Linked DNA regions of Mus musculus: region 1 is linked to region 2. A link is a contact called in public Hi-C data. All regions are on one chromosome and are shown on one strand. Each heading gives the region's core, a stretch centred on a gene start, on an enhancer-like site or on the middle of the called end of the contact. The rest is flanking DNA. Distances are from core to core; before and after follow the strand shown.

What was found. Hi-C and Micro-C count contacts between places; a contact is called where the count stands out from the background.
Region 1: a Hi-C map of bone marrow-derived macrophages shows a contact between it and region 2, with 25 read pairs. The contact joins two enhancer-like sites. A contact is called at or near these places in 20 of 484 Hi-C or Micro-C datasets (the BV-2 cell line, the C2C12 cell line, CD4 T cells and 14 more), 3 of 115 datasets of contacts at active chromatin or transcription factors (embryonic stem cells and large pre-B cells) and 2 of 9 other capture datasets (embryonic stem cells and liver).

What each region holds. Positions count from the first base shown.
Region 1 is chr2:166,872,713-166,877,975 of GRCm38.p6, reverse strand. It overlaps Arfgef2 (ADP-ribosylation factor guanine nucleotide-exchange factor 2 (brefeldin A-inhibited)), which reads right to left. Exons shown (of 39, transcript NM_001085495.2): 29 at 4,270-4,400; 30 at 3,984-4,113; 31 at 1,348-1,483. Among named protein-coding and RNA genes, the nearest start is that of Cse1l, 31 kb to the left of the region's middle. Within about 2 kb of position 2,880, at least 72 of the 459 cell types and tissues checked have an H3K27ac peak or open chromatin away from gene starts, as enhancers often do. A contact at or near this core is called in bone marrow-derived macrophages, where this site is marked.
Region 2 is chr2:166,590,912-166,596,201 of GRCm38.p6, reverse strand. Prex1 (phosphatidylinositol-3,4,5-trisphosphate-dependent Rac exchange factor 1) reads left to right here. Exons shown (of 40, transcript NM_177782.3): 16 at 2,300-2,442; 17 at 3,314-3,406; 18 at 3,853-4,001. Among named protein-coding and RNA genes, the nearest start is that of Gm29679, 29 kb to the right of the region's middle. Within about 2 kb of position 3,986, at least 18 of the 459 cell types and tissues checked have an H3K27ac peak or open chromatin away from gene starts, as enhancers often do. A contact at or near this core is called in bone marrow-derived macrophages, where this site is marked.

The sequences.
Region 1 (5,263 bases), core at 1,631-4,130, 280 kb before region 2:
ATTTTTTAAAGAAGTACAATGATTAGTCAGTTTTGCTGAGGGGGAGGAGTGCTTTGTTACTTTAACTGGCGCACATACAGGAAATGGCATAAGATGCATAAATTAGTGTTTTTGGGCTGGAGGGATGGCTCAGCCGGTAAGAGCACTGACTGCTCTTCTGAAGGTTCTGAGTTCAAATCCCAGCAATTACATGGTGGCTCACAGCCATCTGTAATTGGATCTGATGCCCTCTTCTGGTGTGTCTGAAGACAGCTACAGTGTACTCATAAACATAAATACATAAATCTTTAAAAAAATCAGCTAACCCCAAAGGGACCCTCCTCCTTTGGCCTAATTTGGGAAGGGTGGATTCAATAAAGTTCTCTGGTTTGTTTAAAAAATTTTTTTAGCCGGACGTGGTGGCACACGCCTTTAATCCCAGCACTCGGGAGGCAGAGGCAGGCGGATTTCTGAGTTCGAGGCCAGCCTGGTCTACAAAGTGAGCTCCAGGACAGCCAGGACTACACAGAGAAACCCTGTCTCAAAAAACCAAATAAATAAATAAATAAATAAATAAATTGTTTTTAAAAATAGTGTTTCTGATATAATCACTAACTACCTTTCCAGTTTTTGCTATCAAAGTACTACAGCTATTTGCTACTTCCTTTAAAATGTGGTCCTTTTCGCCAGAAGGGCGTGGTGGCAGACACCTCTGACCCCAGCGCCTGGGCTGCAGAGGCAGGCGGATCTCTGTGACTCTGAGGCCAGTCTGTCTAAACAGATCAAGTTCCAGCACAGCCAGGCTGCACAGAGAAGGAGGAAAGAAGGAGTCACTTTTCAAAAAGATCTTAACTGAATTTAACTTTGCCCTAGGCCAAAATGGATCCAGGTCTGAGGGATACATGGTTTTTATCTGGTATACACTAACATGAACACATAACCACTAAATAAGATGTCACTGATGTAGCTGGTGATAGTAACTCCAAAAGTACTTTAAAAAATAGTTTACTATAAAAAAATTACAAACACATAAAACTTGAAAGAAGGGAGTTGAGGGAATAGCTCATGGACACACGGATGTACACACGGATGGACAGACACAGGCTGGGAGGAAAGGAGGGAGGGAGAAACGGAGGGGAATTAAAAAAAAAACAAACTTTAAAGCACAAAAGTGCATCTCACCCTTTAAAACAAAAACAACAAAATCCACCTTTAAACTGTGCTTATAAATCAACCTGGGAAGGGACTGGTGGACTGAATTGTACACAGTGACCCTTGGCATTGCATTTATACTTTTATGACAGAAAATTAATTCCTCATAAAGACTGTGTACGAGGAAACACTGCCCCTCCCTCACTTAATGAATACCTTGTTTCACGCACCACTGCAGCTGCGCAAACACATCAGAGAGAAGCACTTCATGCAAAGCTTCGTAGAACTGGGTGAATACGTCACAAATAGCGTACAGTGCATGATTGCACGTGGTCGTCATCCACTCTGATTTCTGAAAGGAAAAAAAATGAATCTTCAAAACCAACATCTCTAGGGTAAGATGGCTGCTCTTGCAAGCCTGGCTGTCACTCACATAAGTATCGACATCTCAAACCTGACTGCTTCTGCTTGCTCAGAACTACTCTCTCCACCGTCAGATCCTACAGAAACAGTCAGGCGGGTGAGGAAATGTTTGCAGAAGAAAATGTCCACCCCTGTAACATTCAGACTCTGAAAACTGCATGGTGTGATAGGCTTCACTGTGGACTCACAAATATTAAACTGTCCCTTAAAATAATATGGGAAAATAAAGACAACTGCATACGGGCTAAAGAGATGGCTCAGCAGTCGAGGGCACTTGCTAGGCAATCACGAGAGCTGGAGTTCAGATTTCACAGCCTTGGAACAAGCTTACCGTCCCAGGCACCCATTGCCCCATGTGTGGGAAGGGCTGAGGGAATATGGCGCCGCTGGGGTTTGCCAAGAGGAGACAATGAGAGCCTCACATTCACCAGGAGAGCTTGACTCAAAGTAATAGTGGACTATGAAAGAGGCGGTCACCCAGCACCTTATCCTGCCCCCCCCCACACTCTTTCAAAAAATGACGGCATAAAAGTACCAGAGAAATATAAAAATGATTACACAATGACAGAAAAGAAAAGTGTCACGAATAGGGTTCTCAAAATAAAAGCCAGAAGGAAATGAAACTGAAGACCTGGTAACATAGCGTAAATAAAGACCAGCACAGGTGCTGGCCTACAGAGCCCCACCCCTGACCAAGAAGCCATCTGCAGCTGACAGTTGCCAGGAAAGGGAAATCCACTTTCCGCAATGGAGCGATACAGAGTGAGGAGTTACACTGTGTGTGTGTGTGTGTGTGTGTGTGTGTGTGTGTGTGTGTGTGTGTGTGTGTGTTTTTTAAGACAATGAGAAAGAACAAAGTTGGGTATGCGGGAAGAATGTGGGAACAGTTGGAGGAGGGGAAAACACAACCAAAATATACTGTGTGAGGAAAGTTTTAAGCTGGACGTTGGTGGTGCACATCTTTAATACCAGCATCTGGGAGGCAGAAGCAGGCGGATTTTTGAGAGTTTGAGGCTAGCCTGATCTATATATGGAGTCCAGAACAGCCAGAAAAAACTAAATAAAAAGAAAATAAAGATACCAATGAAAAAGTAAGACTACAAAGTGACCTTCGGGTCCACCCAGGCTGGAGGATGACACTGCCTCAAAAACAAAACACACAAGTGAAAAACCAACCAAACCCAGCCCCTCAACAAACAGAAGAGGAAGCAACTGGGAAAAGCTGATGACACAGGACAAAAAGCCAGGTCCAAAAAGCCAGGTCCCAATAGGAAGATGTGGTGATCAGTGGTGGCAGCCAGCCAGCCAGCCAGCAGAGCCTCTGCCCGTGCAGAGCACCGAGGTAAATGAAAGCAAAGGCTGGATAGTGTGGGGAAAGGGGAAGGCCCACAGTGCCCTGCAGACATGCAAGCCATGGTGTGTGGACATGAATGCAGAAGTTAGGCCTCCCGGATTCCTGTCCTCAATTACAAGGGAATTTAGGAACGCTCACTTCAGAGCGTCGCCCAGCGAGCATGAGGACTGAGTCCAATCCCCAGACCCCTAGAATCTGTGTAGAAAGCTATGCGGGGGCTGGGCATTGCAGAAACAAACCCTAGAGCTGGAGCACACGTGCGGACCACATGCTTCCTGCATGCTAGACAAGCATTTTTCTGAAATGAATATTTATCTATCTATTTATGATGAGGAAAAAATTACTCTAACATTAAAGAACAGGACAAATGTCTACACTAGGACTTCAACTGTATAAACTGTTTAAGTAGGAAAAGACAACATAGTGGTAGCCTCAGTTTCTATGTGATAGAGGTGTGAACTCTGTGTATCCGGAATATTTCATCTAGTGCATGTTATTTTTATGCTGGTATGAGGGGGAAATGATGTTCCTGAAATAATACATTAATAAAGGGCCAGTCAGGTAGTGATGGCACACACTCGTAATTTCAGCACTCAGGAGGCAGAGGCAGGTGGATAGCTATGACTGTGAGGCCAGCCTGGTTTACAAACTAAGTTCTAGGTCAGCCAGGGCTACACAAATAAACTCTGTCATAAAAAGACAAAAAAGAAAAAGAAAAGAAGACAGCTGTGCTTGTCTTGTCTGTGCATCTCTGCCATTGCTCTCGATCCTGCAAGACCAGGTCAGAGCGTGGCACACACAAGAAGAGCAGCCATGAGCCTGCAGAGCTGGCAGGCAGTGTCCAGGTCCAGGAGGGCAAACCATGAGGAACTTCCTCTCCCTTTTCCCAGAAAGGGATCTCCCAGAACTAGCTGACACTGGTCTAAGATGGTCAGTGCTTCTGTCCACTTGTAGAAGCATCTTAAATAGTTGTTAAGTTGTTAAACCCCTGTTATCTGGCAAGACAACCCCAAGGAGGAGGCCGGCCATGGGCCCATTACATCTACTCACAGGCCACACTGTAGACATCACCCACCTCTGACTGTTGCTCAGGGAGTTTCATGTTGTCAAAAATTCGAAACACGATTCTGAACAGGTCCTGCCACCAGTGCTTTGCAAAGGTGTGGCCATAGCTCTTCATAATCTCAAACATGACCGTGAGTCCCCTGGGGGAAAAATAAAGGAGAGCAGGGAGAAGGTGAGGAAGAAATGGCCAAACTGAGATGGAGGCAAGGGTCAGGGAGGGGAGGTGTGAACCTGGGGTGGGGTAAGAAGCGACTCATTTTAACATTGATGTCCAGCTGCCTTGGGGATCCAGTTACCTTGTGCGTACATCTAACTTGCATCTGTTAATGATGCAGGAGAGTTCAAACAGGATGGGAAACCAGCCTCTGACCCAGACCCTGTCACCAGGAGCCACATTCATATCATCACTTGTGTACTCTTGCAGCACCTGAAATGAAAATCATGTCTCAGATGTAGTGTAAGCAAGCAGGAGGGGTCAGAAAAGCAGCCACACAAAGACTGAGGCTCTAGACAATCTTTTCCCAAACTCTCTTCCGAAGTCTAGAAGGGGAAATCCCAGAGACCGAGGGAGACATTCCCCTGCCCACTGAAGGTGTCATTCCCATGAGCCTACAGACCAGAGGGAGGCAGCTCACAAGAGCACTGGGGCAGAGAGTGAATGTTACATTAAGAAACATGCTAAGGGGCTGGAGAGATGGCTCAGCTGTTAAGAGCACTGACTGCTCTTCCAGAGGCCCTGAGTTCAATTCCCAGCAACCACATGGTGGCTCACAACCATCTGTAATGGGATCCGATGCCCTCTTCTGGGGTGTCTGAAGACAGCTACAGTGTACTCATATACATAAAATAAATTAGTAAGTAAATCTTAAAAAGAAAAAGGAAAGATGCTAATGATCAACGGCTGCTAAGTACCCAGAATTCCTTGTGTTTCCAGAAATCACTGCGACATAGTACTCAATAGCAGCTACTACTAGTTACAAAGAGCTTGCTATGTGCCCATTTTACTGACAAGCTGCCTGGCTCACAGGCACTGACACCTAAGTGGTTGTCCATTATGTAGCCCGGCTGGGAGGATTTCCACAGCCTGGTGCAAACCTCCACATCAACTAGGATGTCTGTGTTCCCATCATTTCAATGCTTTGGAACCAACCCTTAATTGTTCCCAGGTCTTACCCGGAAAGATGAGACATATAAGAAAAACCCAGGGCTGGTGAGATGGCTCAGTGGGTAAGAGCACCTGACTGCTCCTCCAAAAGGTCCGGAGTTCAAATCCCAACAACCACATGGTGG
Region 2 (5,290 bases), core at 2,737-5,236:
AATGCTTTGGTCTCCCCTGCTCCCAGGTGGCCTGGTGTCCTCCTATGCCCCACTCCCATTACCTTTCTTGGTTCCTCTCTCAGAGAAACTGAGTTCTCCCTTTGAGTCTCTGACTCCTCCCTGTGGGTGGCCACTGTGCACCCACCATGGTGCCATATTGTAGTACAGAGTGGTAAACGCAGCGGGGGGCTTGGGGCTCGGGATCTGGCATATGTGCATGTGTGGATCCTCCTTGTATATCAGACAGACACAACCCATCTTGTGTATGCTGATAAGCTGGTACTGTGGTCCAAATGCTGAGGCTTGGATACAGGTACAGACTGCAGAAGTGTGAGCTTTGTTCTAACTTAGATTTAGTGAACTTGCTCTGCAAAGGGCCAAGCAGCTGCCACAACACTGGAACAAAATGGGTGTGGCTAGGTGCCAATAAAACTTTATTTAGGAAAACTGGCCGGGGGCCATAGCATTCTGAAGGCAATTTGCCTGTCTGTGTCCATGGCTGAGCTCTCTGCTCCCTGTAGGCTTTAGCTCCCCTGTGGCTTCAATTTCTCTGTTTTCTCCAGAGATCTTGCTGCCTGGTCCCCTCTACTGCTCATTTCCTTAGCTGAAGGGACCAGGCTTGGCCACCCATGGGCCTGTCTCCTTCTCAGAAGCCGCCTGCACCCTCCAGTAGCCCTGGCCCTGCCACCCGTCCTCTGCAGGAGCCTCTCATTTGTGGGTGAGGGTAATTGTGGTCCACTCAGCCTTGTTCCCGGAAGGCAGCTATCTGGGGAGACTACACAAGGAGGGGTACTTGGGCAGCCTGATGCCCTCAGGGCCCTTGATGGGGGAAATTGCAGGCTGTACATCCCCCCATCACCACCACAAACTCAAATATCTGCTAAAATAGGAAAGGACCAAACATTGGGGAGTGGCTGTGGCAAAGGGCAGTGTCAGCACAGAGTGGAGGAGGGGACAGCACCTTCTGCCACGTCTGGGTCCCGAGTGTCTTCTGGGAGGGACTTAGCAGACAGGGAAACAGAGGAAGCTTGCCACTGCAGCCCTGGAACCATCTTTTTGTCTTCTTCTAGAAGGGAAAACCAGAGTGCAAAGGGTTAAAGTATCAGCTGGAGGGGTTTGAACTTCAGTCTGTGTGCACCTCTCAAAGCTGAGCTAGCAGCCTTGGCTGGAAGGGGGAGGTGGGGCCTCACCTGGCTGGCCAGTGACTGGAGAGTGTCCCTCTGTGTCTCCTTGGACATCATTGCTCAGAGACAGCACGGTGACTCTTCCTCCAGCTCTGGAGCCTCCTAACCCCATGTTTACAGCAGAGGCTAAATTAGCGGGATGCTCGGAGCCTGGCACGCCCTGCTCTGAGGGAAGTAGCAATTTGCGTGCCTGTTTGTTCCAGAGCGGGAGAGGGGTTGCCCACTCACACACAGGTAGTTCCCCTGCAGGAGGAAGAATGGCCCCCCATGAGCATAGTGGGGTCTGGAGGAATCTGGACTGGCTCTCTTCTTGCACGCAGGCCCTCACAGGCTAACTCTTTGCTTTGATGGACCTTCTCTCTTTCCTTCCTTCCTTTGCTTTTTCTTTCTTGGTTTTTCTGTTTCTGTTTCTGTTTTTTTGTTTTTGTTTTTTTGTTTTTTTTTGGAGAGACAGGGTTTCTTTGTGTAACCCTGGCAGTCCTGGAACTCACTCTGTAGACCAGGCTGGCCTCAAACTCAGAAATCCACCTGCCTCTGCCTCCCAAGTGCTGGGATTAAAGGCGTGTGCCACCACGCCCAGCTTCTTTTTTGTTTTTAAAGATTTCTTGTTGTGTGTGCGCGTGTGCGTGTAACATGTGGCTGGACTCACCCTTCATGTGGAGGCCAGAGGGGGACACTGGGTACCTTCCTCAGCCACTTTCCACTGTGGTTTTTGAGACAGGATCTCTATCTGAACCCAGAGCCCTCCCAACTGGGTCAATTGCTGGCCAGCAAGCTCTGAAGATGTGCTGGTCTCTGTCTCCCCAGCACTGGGGTTAGAGGCATGTGCTTCACAGGGCATTTATATCGGCACTGTGGATCCAAACGCAGGCCTTACTGCTTGTATGGCAGGCACTGAACCCACCAAGCCATGTCAGGTTTTTAAAGGAGTCAGAGAGCCAAGGCCGTTGTGTGGAGTTCACACATGTTAACACTGGCTTGCAATTCTGCTCCCTTACAATGCTCTCTCGACCAAGCCACGCTTGTCCGGGAGCTGCTTCTAGCCTGTGGCTGCCGGTTGGCCAAGGCGCCGAACCGCTGCCATCTGACCACGACTGTGTGTCTGCGGCTTGCAGTTCTGGAGAAGAGCGAATTCAAGGATGAGTCCCAGTACTTCCGCTTCCATGCTGATGAGGAGATGGAGGGGACCAGCAGCAAGAACAAACAGCTTCGCAATGACTTCAAGCTGGTGGAGAACATCCTGGCAAAGCGACTGCTGGTAGGAGGCTCACAGTAGGGCTGTTCTGCCTCTCTTCCCTGCCTCTCCTGTGGCCTGGGAGCTGGGCAGCTTCAGACAGTGGCCAGAGCAGGGCATGCAGCTCTGAGCATGAGTCTTGGGACAGAAAAGCCAAGTCACTGTGCTAGCCAGGACTATATTCCTCATGAAACGCTGGGGCTGCAGGAGTTCCTACCCTTTCATCTAGCCCACAGCCATTGCTTCACTGTGCCTCCTGAGTCACCTCCTCCAGCACTATAGATAGCTCTCAGGAGTTTGTGTCCTGCTCGCATCCAGGAGCCTTGAGTGTCTGCAGTTGGGACATTTACTAACCAGGTCAGCAAGGTTGGCATCCCAGCCCACCTAGCCTGACTTCTTAGGCTGGGCTTGTGGCGAGTTGTCCGGAAGAGGTCTGTCCATAGCCACTCTAACCTCTCTGGTCTGTGGTAATCCTGGGGACGGCAGTTCCCTCTGGTGCTCTAAAGCCCTCCAGTGTAACCCACCACACCTGGATAAGAGTCAGCGTCTGTCCTGAGCTCTTCCTGCCTCTCCAGCTTTGTCCCCTGGGTAACGCTTTCCTCACTGTCTGAGCCAGGCTAGTCTCTCTCCCTGGGGCTGCCTCTGGGCCTTCCCACCCCCTGTACCTGCTGCCTAGAGCTCTTTGCCCACCCGCTCTCTTCTTTTACTTTAGCCTGAGTACATTCCCAGTCACACTGTAGACTGTTTCCTTCAGTCAGCAGTAAAAGTGGGGCAGCTCAGGGGCCTTGTAGACTTGCCACACACACCCCCCGCCCCCGCAGGATCCTAGTTCTTGGGGAGAAGGGTGTTGTCGTCGCTCCCGTCTGGTTGCCATAAGTGCATCTTGGGCTTTCAGATCCCGCCACAGGAGGACGACTATGGCTTCGACCTTGAGGAGAAGAACAAGGCTGTGGTAGTGAAGTCTGTGCAGAGGGGCTCGCTGGCTGAGGTGAGACCCACCGGTGGCCACTCAGGTGGGGTGGTACCTGAGCTGGGGGTGACCCCGTGTCTCTGAGATGCAGGGTAGCTGGGAATGAGACTGCCTTCCTGGCACGTTCCACTAGCGCCACCTGCTGGGCTCTTGGAGACGTGCAGGGAAAGCAGATGGCTGGCTCCCTGCAGGGTTTCTTCTGTCTCCCAAACCCCAGTTTATGGCATCTCCTTCCACAGTCTTGTTCACATTCCCATGGTTACAAAGTGGCCACCACACTGACCTCTGTGCCGTCACAACACAGGCTGGCGCTGGCCATTTCTTCCCAAGGGAACTGCCACCCACCCTTGCCTCCTTGGGCTTTCATTTACAGCTCAGAGCCCAGCTTCCTGGTGCTTCTAGAACATTCCAGCTTCCTCGGTGAAGAGGGAGGAGGCCAGTGACACCTGTGCTTGTCCCTCCAGATGGCTGGCCTGCAGGCTGGGAGGAAGATTTACTCCATCAACGAGGACCTGGTGTTCCTGCGTCCCTTCTCTGAGGTGGAGACCATCCTCAACCAGTTCTTCTGCTCCCGCCGCCCGCTCCGCCTCCTGGTGGCCACCAAGGCCAAAGAGTGAGTGCGAGCCTCAGGCTGACTCAGCAGGTCTCCCTGGGCCTGGCCCTCCAGCATGGGGCTGCCACCTTTGTTAGTCTAATTTGATGTCCCAAGTGCATGACCAGCTCAGTTTTGGGAACACCGTCCCGTCAAGGTGGATACAGTTCCTACCTTCCATGGATTCTTGCGAAGTCAGGGGGCGGGGCCAGATATACACTGGGCAGGTGTGAGGCGTGTGCCGAGTTGGCAGTTATCAGCAGATACCTGAGATTAGAGAAGGAAGCCAGTGTATGCAGAGAGACAGTGGCCAGAGAGATGTCACTGGGGATGGAGCGATGGCTCTAGGAGACGACTTCTGGAGGACGAGGGTTCTAGAAAGATGAAGCACTCACTGCAAAGCCCCCGAGGTTGCACTGTTGGTGGCAGGTCGGAGGAGGCAGTGAGGGGGTAGAGCAGAGTTGGAGAGAGGAGACATGAGCAAGTCCCCATGGATGACCGCTGGAGAGGAAGGCTTCCCTGGGGCTGCAGGTGGAAGCAGGTGCCTTCTATGGCTGCCTGGCTTGCAGGGTCAGGGTGGGCCACATCTGGACAGAGGTGCGGTGGGCATACTTTTATTTTACTTATTATTTATTTATTTATGTATATGTACTCTGTCTGCATGTATACCTGCATGCCAGAAGAGGGCATTGGATCCCATTACAGATGGTTGTGAACTACTGTGTGGTTACTGGGAATTGAACGCAGGACCGCTGGAAGGGCAGTCAGTGCTCTTAACCACTGAGCCATCTCTCCAGCACAAATGTACTTATATTGGTTAATTATTTGGTTCCCTGCTTCCCAGGCACTTGAGGCAAATGTTGGCTGATCCTTTCACAGAGGTTGCCTAAGACCATTTGAAAACACAGATATTCACGTTAGGATCCCTAACAGTAGGAAAATTACAGTTAGGAAGTAGCTATGAAAATAATTTTATGGTTGGTGGGGTCACGAGAACATAAGGAACTGCATTTTTTTTTTTTTTTTTTTTTTTTTTTTGAGACAGTGTTTCTCTGTGTAGCCCTGGCTGTCCTGGAACTCACTTTGTAGACCAGGCTGGCCTCGAACTCAGAAATCCACCTGCCTCTCTCTGCCTCCCAAGTGCTGGGATTAAAGGCGTGCACCATCACGCCTGGCTTCATAAGGAACTGTATTAAAGGGCCCCCCAGCATTAGCAAGGTTGAGAACCGCTGGTTTAGACTCTGTTTCTGTAAGGACAGGAGATTCAAGGAAAAGGTGACAGGAAAGGCTTAGCTACTCGATGCCGGAGA